Linked DNA regions of Mus musculus: regions 2 and 3 are each linked to region 1. The links are chromatin contacts, called in public HiChIP or PLAC-seq and promoter capture Hi-C maps. All regions are on one chromosome and are shown on one strand. The core of a region is the stretch at or near the end of the contact, and the rest is flanking DNA. Distances in the headings are between cores, read along the strand shown. Region 1 holds the start of Eif2s1 (eukaryotic translation initiation factor 2, subunit 1 alpha). Region 2 holds the start of Zfp36l1 (zinc finger protein 36, C3H type-like 1). Region 3 overlaps Max (Max protein).

Evidence for each region. Promoter capture Hi-C pulls out the DNA fragments that hold promoters and counts their contacts. HiChIP or PLAC-seq counts read pairs in DNA pulled down with a chosen protein or histone mark.
Region 2: an H3K27ac HiChIP or PLAC-seq map of thymic regulatory T cells shows a contact between it and region 1, with 7 times the contacts expected there. The contact joins the promoter of Zfp36l1 here to the promoter of Eif2s1 in region 1. A contact is called at or near these places in 1 of 39 promoter capture datasets (erythroid cells), 2 of 484 Hi-C or Micro-C datasets (LSK cells and cerebellum), 4 of 115 datasets of contacts at active chromatin or transcription factors (embryonic stem cells, pancreatic cancer cells and thymic regulatory T cells) and 1 of 9 other capture datasets (liver).
Region 3: a promoter capture Hi-C map of embryonic stem cells shows a contact between it and region 1, with 6 times the contacts expected there. The contact joins the enhancer-like site here to the promoter of Eif2s1 in region 1. A contact is called at or near these places in 4 of 39 promoter capture datasets (embryonic stem cells, hippocampal neurons, liver and 1 more), 3 of 484 Hi-C or Micro-C datasets (cortical neurons, embryonic stem cells and myocytes) and 3 of 115 datasets of contacts at active chromatin or transcription factors (bone marrow-derived macrophages, forebrain and large pre-B cells).

What each region holds. Positions count from the first base shown.
Region 1 is chr12:78,860,628-78,863,327 of GRCm38.p6, reverse strand. It overlaps Eif2s1 (eukaryotic translation initiation factor 2, subunit 1 alpha), which reads right to left and starts at 1,256. Exons shown (of 8, transcript NM_026114.3): 1 at 1,148-1,256. Atp6v1d (ATPase, H+ transporting, lysosomal V1 subunit D) reads left to right here and starts at 1,690. Exons shown (of 9, transcript NM_023721.2): 1 at 1,690-1,909. The coding sequence starts at 1,869.
Region 2 is chr12:80,111,662-80,114,361 of GRCm38.p6, reverse strand. It overlaps Zfp36l1 (zinc finger protein 36, C3H type-like 1), which reads left to right and starts at 1,349. Exons shown (of 2, transcript NM_007564.5): 1 at 1,349-1,543. The coding sequence starts at 1,487. It overlaps Gm52006, which reads left to right. Exons shown (of 3, transcript XM_030247048.1): 3 at 1-782.
Region 3 is chr12:76,943,954-76,946,653 of GRCm38.p6, reverse strand. The region is part of intron 2 of Max (Max protein); the gene reads left to right. Among named protein-coding and RNA genes, the nearest start is that of Max, 17 kb to the left of the region's middle. Within about 2 kb of position 1,408, at least 9 of the 459 cell types and tissues checked have an H3K27ac peak or open chromatin away from gene starts, as enhancers often do. A contact at or near this core is called in embryonic stem cells, where this site is marked.

The sequences.
Region 1 (2,700 bases), core at 7-2,506:
CACAAGGGATCCCACTTCTGTAGTTAATGCCATACAGACTGTATGTGTTCTGATGTAAACAAACAAAAACACACTTCAAAGCTAGTTTCAAATACCTTGCATTATTAGTATTTTGCCCCTGTTAACTTCTAGAGTCGGTACATTGTCATGTCACCATAGCAGATATGGGCAATGAACATTCCAAAATAAAATGTACCACGCTGGGAAAACGCTGTTCAGCTCTAAAGTTTACTAGTACAACTAAGTCTTTTGAGAATCAGGGCCCACCATCTGGCATCATAGGCACAGAAAAAGCACTACAATTTCATAACTGACATTTTTGATGAACTGTCGAGGGTCTCCACCTCTTTAACAACAACTTGAGGAGGAGAAAAATCAAGACTTTTCTGATGTACCCTTTCTTCAAGAAACAATGTTTGTTCCTTAGTGGAAATTAAAGCATCCTAAATATAAGGGGGTGTTTAAGAGCCCCAATGCGAGTACACACTTAACTCTAAAGTTTTACGCTTTCAGCGTCCATAATTACAAAACTCCAGTTTTATTTTCGCAGTTACCCAAACAGGGCAAATAACTTCAACAGCTGATTTTAAATTCCAGGAATTCACTCATACAGAAATGCACAGCTAGAGCGAAAACTTAACGACCTCAACACTAATAGTTCCATTTTGGACTTTTTTTTAACTTAAATATGGTGGTTTATCCTATTGTTTCTTTGGCGAAAAGTTCAGTCTCCACAGAGAGAAAAGTTTTGGCAGTATCTTGGGGCTGAAAAGAAGGATAAAAGAAAGAAAAAAAAAAAAAGCCCAAATTCTCCGGTCCGGTAAAAGCAATCGTCTTGAACTAGGAGTGGGACTGGAGTCGAGGGTTCTCCAGAGGCCTCCCCACCACAAGACATCTTTAAGGAGGCTGTAAAAATCTACTTGGCCCACGTTCCTTCAGGGGTTCCTCCGCCCGTCCAGCCACGTTTCTGGCTCGCAGGAGCAGACACCGGCTGGCGAGAGGGCGCAGGAAATCACCAGCGGGCGGTGGCGACGGGGTCCAGACACTTCCCGCGCAAGAACGGGAAAGGGGGGGTAGCCCGGGGCCTAGCCGCACTGGACAAAACCAAGGCGAATCCTCGGGGAGAGCAAGCTGCGGGGCCGGTCACCTGAAGTGGATGTGTGAATCCCGAAGTAGGGTCCCACGCCGTGCTGCTTAGTGGCAACGAGGAGACTCGGAACACCAACCCCGGACGCCGAAGCTCCTCAGCGTGCGCTTCGCCCAACCCAGCGCGCATGCGGAGCCACCTCTCACTGCGCAGGCGCCGACAGAAAAGGATCCTTCGTTGCCACTAACCATAGAGTCTTGGTCCTCCTAATATGGGCGGTGTGAACCAAGGGACGAGCTGAAGAGTCACTGCCCCTGGTATTTATAGATTTTTTTGCGGAGGGAACTTGCTAGGTTTAAAGGAGAGGTAAGTTTCTGTTTCTTGCTCCAGGATGATCGCTTTAAGTTTTAGTCAACCAAGAGAGGGCGCTGTGACGAATGGCGGAAAGCCGAGGAAGAGGAGGAGCGTGATCCTCTCCTGACCCATCCCTCAGAGCGTGCTGGGTGCCGGCGACTCGCCGGAGGGAGGGGCGGTGGAGAGACCCGGAATTCCGGACTGTGCGCGCTTCCACATCCGGGCATTCCGTCTCCTCCCCCTCCCTCAGTCCTCGCCCAACAGGAACCGGAAGTGGGAACCGGTTTCCTGGTTGCCTCTTAGCAACGCAGTTGTCAAGTGACCCGGTCAGCTGACTCCCGTGGAGGCGGGCACTGGGGTAACCGGTTCTGGAGGTGTTGCGGTCCCGATTGTCTCGCCGGGGGGCCCGAGCCGAGTCACCGTCAGGATGTCGGGCAAAGACCGGATTGAAATCTTCCCTTCGCGAATGTAAGTTAAAGACTAGGACAAGCGACAACCGTGTTCAGGCACATCTTCCCGGCGCGCATTCCTGCGTACCCTTGGCCACCAGCAAGGTTCCTTGGTTTCTGGGTCGCTCCTTGAGCTTTCCCCAGGGTCTTCGTTTCCTCTGAGTTCCGAGCGAGGTTTCTTTCCAACGCTCCCCTCCCCTGCTGTTTCTGAGAGAAGAGGCCGGAGAAAGTGGTTCCAGTCCACAGGAAAAGGGGGTTCACCTGCTGGCAGCTTTTGGAGGTCGATGCCTTTACTCACTCATTCCGCACACCCTTTGAGCCACACACGGAGTTTACATAACTGAGCCGTCGGCGCCATCTCTACCTCCCAGGGCTCATCATTGCTGAGGATTGAGATGTAGACGCTGAGGTCTGACCAAAGCTCCCAGACGGGAAGTTATGTGACAGGGAAGCAGCTAGAAGGCCCCTCAGCCAAAGTGACATTGAATGTGTCACCCTCTCGCAGCTGTAGGTTTCAGTCTTGGATCCCGTCAAGTGTTATTTGCTGTGGGAAGATATCCCTGCATTTCTGAGGTATTCCTATAGCCCTGTGATGACTGCACTCTTTACGTCTAGCAAGTGTCACTCATGACACTGTCACGCGGGTATTTATTTGGGCTGTCTCCTGGATGAAGGAGGCATCTTTTTAATGCATAGAAGGTCCACAGAAAATTGTTCCTTGAACCCTTGCTTGGGATGTGCTCAGTTACAGGCCGCCTTTCTGCTTTGGGTTAACATCCTTGTTAGGAGAAGTGATGAAGTGAAAACTTG
Region 2 (2,700 bases), core at 100-2,599, 1.3 Mb before region 1:
AGACCTAATAGTAAATAAACACATAGTTCGTGGTTTTAAAGGGCGGTGTAATTCATTGAAGGCCACTGAGTTCCGTGGGTCTTATTGCTTGGTACCCCCAAACCGGGCATAGTGACAAGCCATATGTTCCGTTCGCGTGGGGGCGGGAGAGCAGCAAGAAGTGTCGCTTCCCCCACCTCTACCTTCCTTCTTACCAAAGTAACTTTTTCCCCCCTTGTTTTTAACATTCGGGGATGTGTGGAGGAGGCAGCCCGAATTCAAAGCGCGCGTGGAAAGTGACTTGTTGCTCTTTTATTTTCAGGGGGTGCCCTTGAAAGTCTGGACTTTTCTGCTGTAGCAAGTTTAAAGATCGGTTATGTGAACAAAGCGCCCCATCTAGGTCTGAAAGAATTCTGCCCAGGCAGTGGTGCCCCCACCATACCGGGAAAACGCAGGCTGCCGGCCCAGCACGCGTGGACCCCGCGCTGCGCGCAAAATCTTACTGCTCTCGCCCCCTCCAGCCTAGGCTCTCCTGGAGAAAAAGTTTTCTCTGGTCATCCCTACTTCTTTTGCTCACTGATGGGAAACAACAAACATAAAACTCTTGACTCGAACATTTGGGGTGCTCCGCATTCCTAAACTCCTCGCCCAGCTCATTTTGCGATGGGCAGCCGGGTGTGGACAGGGAAGTCAGGGGAAGGTAAGTCGTGCGGGCACTTGGAGAAGTTTCAAGGGACACTAGCTCAAGATGGAAACCGCAGCCCTGGCCCGCTCAAGACCAGCTCCAGCGCCTGCTAGGAAGAAAAAAAAAAAAAAAAAAGACAGGGGGGAGAGGGAGGGAGGAGGGGGGGGAGAGAGAGAGAGAGAGAGAGAGAGAGAGAGAGAGAGAGAGAGAGAGAGGAGAGTCGAGCCCGCCTTCCAACTCTTAAAAAAAAAAACCAACAAACACAACAACTCGAACTCCGAAGGGGGTGGAATGAGTGATGTCACAGAGCCGAGCAGCGAGGTTGACAAAGGGTGGGCGCCCCTCCCCCTCTGCCGGGCTCGGCCCAGGGGAGGGGCGCCCCCGGAGCCCGCGGACTCGAAACTTTTCCTCTTTAAGAAAAAAAAGTTTTGCGCCGCTCCGAGTGCTTTTTTTTTTTTTTTTTTTCCGCCTTCTTTCCTCGTCTCCCTCCCCCTTCTTCCTTTTGAAAGTTTCTTTCCTCCCCCTTTACCCCTCCCTCCCTCTTGACCGCATGGCTGATTCAACCTCAGTGTCAATCAACTTTTTTTCCGCCTCCTCTTCTTCATTTAAATACGTTTAAAGCTCCTCCTTCCACCCCCCCCAACCCACCAAATCTTATAAATTGGGCTTTGCGCGCCGCAGCCCGGGAGAGTCAGAAAGGCGAGGGGCGCCGGGAGCAGGCGTGTGGGACTCCTGACCGGAGAGCCGGAGGCTGCGCCTTCCCCGCACCGGGACCTTCACGACACACCAGATCCTAGTCCTTGCCCCGTGCGAACGCCCACGATGACCACCACCCTCGTGTCCGCCACCATTTTTGACTTGAGCGAAGTTTTATGCAAGGTAAAGCAGGGCGGAGCGTTGGCTTTTTGAAAGTTTCTCTTGTGCTCCAAGAAACTCTAAAAAGTTTGGGTCTCGGGGACGTGAAGGAGTTTCACTGCTTGCGTTTCCCTCCATGGTGAAGGAATTTGTTTATGTCCTCCTCGCACTTAAGTTTCAGGTCCCAGGTGGGGTTCTGTGAATCCGGGGAGCAAAGTTCTGGGCGACTGCTCCAGTTTGCGGGGCAAGGAGGTGCGGAAGAGTGGTTAGGTTTGGGACGAATTTTGAAGGATTCTTTTCTGCATGGTGCACCTCCGGAGCTGGGCTAAGCGGGTGGGCTCGGCTTCGCAGTGTGCGCCTTGGGTTTCCTGTACCCGCTGGAGATGTTCGAGGTTACCCAACACCTTTTGCTAGGGGTCTCTAGGAAAAGCGAGGTCTCAGGGCGGTATCTGACTGGGAGAATTTTCCTGTCTGTTTTGGGGAGCTAAGAGATAATGCGACGAAGAAAGAGGCCGACTTAAGGTTCAAAAAGATGTAGGCAAAGCGACTTTGTAGTGGAGTTTGTCCGCCCCAGCTGGGCTAGGTTCCCGCTGCGGGAGCTGGTCGATCGTGCTGCAAACTTGGGGCTGAAACTGTTTGCTTACCTGGGTTGTGAGGCACTACGGTTCGTTGACTAAGGAATAGGGGAACAAAATGCTGCCAGACCTCAAGTTCCCGCCAGTTAGGATTTAAGAGGGCCAAAATGGGGCAGTTTGCCAGTCAGGTTTTTGAAAAACAAAACAGAAAAAAACTTTTAAAACCGTAATGTTCCAGGAGTGCGATTGAAATAACTCCGTGAATGTTGTTAATTTTTTGCCCGCTCTACTTCCCCCAACCCCCCAATTTGAAAGGATGAAGCTGCTAGGCTACTTTTAATTGCTGAACTGTTTTTGCCTTCCCTTAAACACGTCGGGTCATGTTGCTCTCTTCCTAGCTCGCTGCTCCTGTCGGTGCAGCTGCCAAGGCCCCGGGGCTGCAGGGTTGGGGTGCAGGGCCGTGCTGGAGTTGAAGAGCAACATCAAAAACTTTGCATTTTCGGCTTCTTTCCCTCCCTGCGTTTTTCCAAGTCTGTTTGCCCTGGCGGCAGCCTGAGCTAGCCAACTCCATCCTGGGCCCCGCTGCCCCGCTCTTTGATCTATTTC
Region 3 (2,700 bases), core at 159-2,658, 1.9 Mb after region 1:
TCTCAGTCAAGCTGTCCTCAAACTATGCTGTGTAGCTGAGATTAGACTTGAACTCCTCCTGATCCTCCTGCCTCCGGTCTCCACAGCGCTGAAATTACAGGGGTGTCCCACCTGGTCCCTATTTATTTATTTTACTAAGTATTAAAAATATCACACACACACTTGTGGTCACTGCAGTGCAGACTGATTGTGTGTGAGTGCTGTGGCTAATGTGGGACCACACCGAGTAGTGTAGTAAACTTTACTCCCTATGTTGCCCTTCAGTTTAATGTGACTGAAATGGTTGCCACCTTAAAGTAAACGTCAGACTTGTCTCATTTTTCTCCACTATAACCCATTTTTAAAATTTTTAACCCAGAGACTGTAGATGGGACTCCATAGGTGGAGAGCTTGCCTAACATGCCCGACATTCTGGGTTCCTTCCCCAGCATGGTGTGGTGGTGTGTACCAGGGTCAGCCTCAATTGGATGTGTTTGAGGCTACTATCCTGGGCTACATGAGAATCCCCACTCCTCATGCATAGAAATGATAACCTCTAAGAAGCAAGGACACCTATTGCTCTGCTCTGGTCTAGGCGTACTTGCTGTGGGTAAAGTGTTAATAGCTTGCTTCATTTACAGACCTTAGTTTTCCCCAAAAGATGAGTCATTCATGTTTAGCCATTGGGTTGTTTCTGTTGACCAGTTTGGGGTTTGTACACGTCTTAACATTTTATATCTAAAGTAGTGATGACCAGCATGATGTATTTGGCCATTCCCAAATACAGAGTACCTCTCAGGTGCTAAGTGAAGGCTGCTAGCCACTGGCTGTGCTCTGTGTTGCAAAGATACTTCCAGGAAGATGGCTTCCATCTCATTCTCTCTTTGTGCTTTCTGGAGTCTTTACCTAGAGTTTGACTGTCTCTCAGTTTCAACATCACTGAGCCTTAGAGGAAGACTAACTTAGTAGTCAAGAAACTAGTAATTGCTTTAAAATTTTATTTATTACCTTTGAAGGTAAATGCATGTTGTTCCTGTAGATCTGTTTCCTCTTGAGGAAACTATGTGCTGTACTTGTTCTTCATGGGCTGTTTGATGGGAAGTGCTGCGCCTTCTCTAAGGGTCCCAACAGCACAGTTAGCCCTTAAGGTTTGAAAAGAATCTTTGCAGGGTCTGTCATCTCTGCCACACCACAGTCAGCCAGGTCTGTCAAGAGCCTGAAAGCACAAAGCCTTTAAGAAATGGCACAGACTGCCGCCTCCCTTGCCCCCACTGATGGGTTCCATTTTAGAGTGAACTACTTAGAGGGCACTGGCATTTGTTGTGCACATTTGTAAATTTTCATTTCCAGAAAGTGGCTTAGTCAACAGAACTGTACCCCAGATTTGCCTGCCCCTCCCCCGCCTAAGGTTCTTCAAGGCAGGGACTTTGTAAAGCAGCCTGGCCTCAAGCTCCGCGTTCCTCCTCTGCCTCCCAAGCATTGGCGGTACAGCAAGTGTAATGGCCGCCAGCGAGCATCTGACTGCGGACTGGGGATGGGTGTAGCTGCTGGGCTTTAGGCCCTCTGGGAAGGGCAGAGGTGCTCCTGATGTTAATGATCTAGGCTTACTATGCCCTACCTTGCCTCTTACCTCTATTGTCTAAACTAATTTGGCTTTTTATATAAAAAGAGGTAAAGTGTGATAAGATAGAGAAGTAGAGATGTGGGGCTGTTGCTCTAACTTGTGTTGGGCAGCAGGTGGTAGCCGGAGGAAGACAGTGTTTGGAAGTTGGTTCTCTTTTACTGAGTCCCACCCACTGTGCCGGCTCACTGGCCCTGTCTGAAGGCTGACGCGTCTGTGTTGATGAACCTCAGGAATCACGGGAGCCTTGATTGTAGTTAGAATCACCTTCTTTGGAAGCCTTTGAGTCCTTTTGTGAAATTTCTGCCAAGACACATGAATAGGTTGCTGCTTTTAGAGAAAGGCATGTAGCCCTAGATGTGATTGACCTCCCCTCCGGCCACCTGCTGTCAAACCCGGAGTCCTCTCCATTGTACCTTGTATTTTTCCCCCTTTCTGGGTTTCTTACGAGGCAGCGCTATGGGAGTTGGCTGTTCGGGTTCTGAATCACCCAGCATTTCTTCTCTAGTAGGAGCCTGTTTAGTTCTCACCTGTGGAAAAGTGTTCTCTGATGTTGTTACTACTACAAGCTGGTGGTGGTTGTTACTGTTTGTGTGATTGATTTTGTGTCTCACTTTTTAACCAAAAAGACTGGTCTTCAGCCATTGCTTTTCTGCCCAAGCCTGTGCCTGTGTGGAAGTGGCTCACCATTGGGCCTTGACTCTACTTTGAGGAAACCACCTTCACTGGAGTTATCCTTGAAGGCAGATCAGTGGTTCTCCCCAAGGCCTGTCCTCATCTTTGGTTTTTCTCTCCATGGTAACTCTGTCTCTGAAAAAGTTCTCTTGACCTTTTAAAATTAGTGCTACAACTGCCTCTGTTCCTAAAACAAGAGAGTACCTGAGACTTAGGTCAAATTCTGACTATTGCCTACAAGGTAACTAACGTCTGTTAAGACAGAGCTTTGTGCATCAGTTCCCCAGACTGTGAGCTGCCGCTCGCTGTTTCTGTTCACTGGCTGTTCTTAGTCCTGTGTGTAAACATGGGTTTGCAAGAAGAACTGGTAAGGCTGCTCAGCATCTACCTTGGCTCTCCATGCTGCTGCGTGTATGTATAGAATA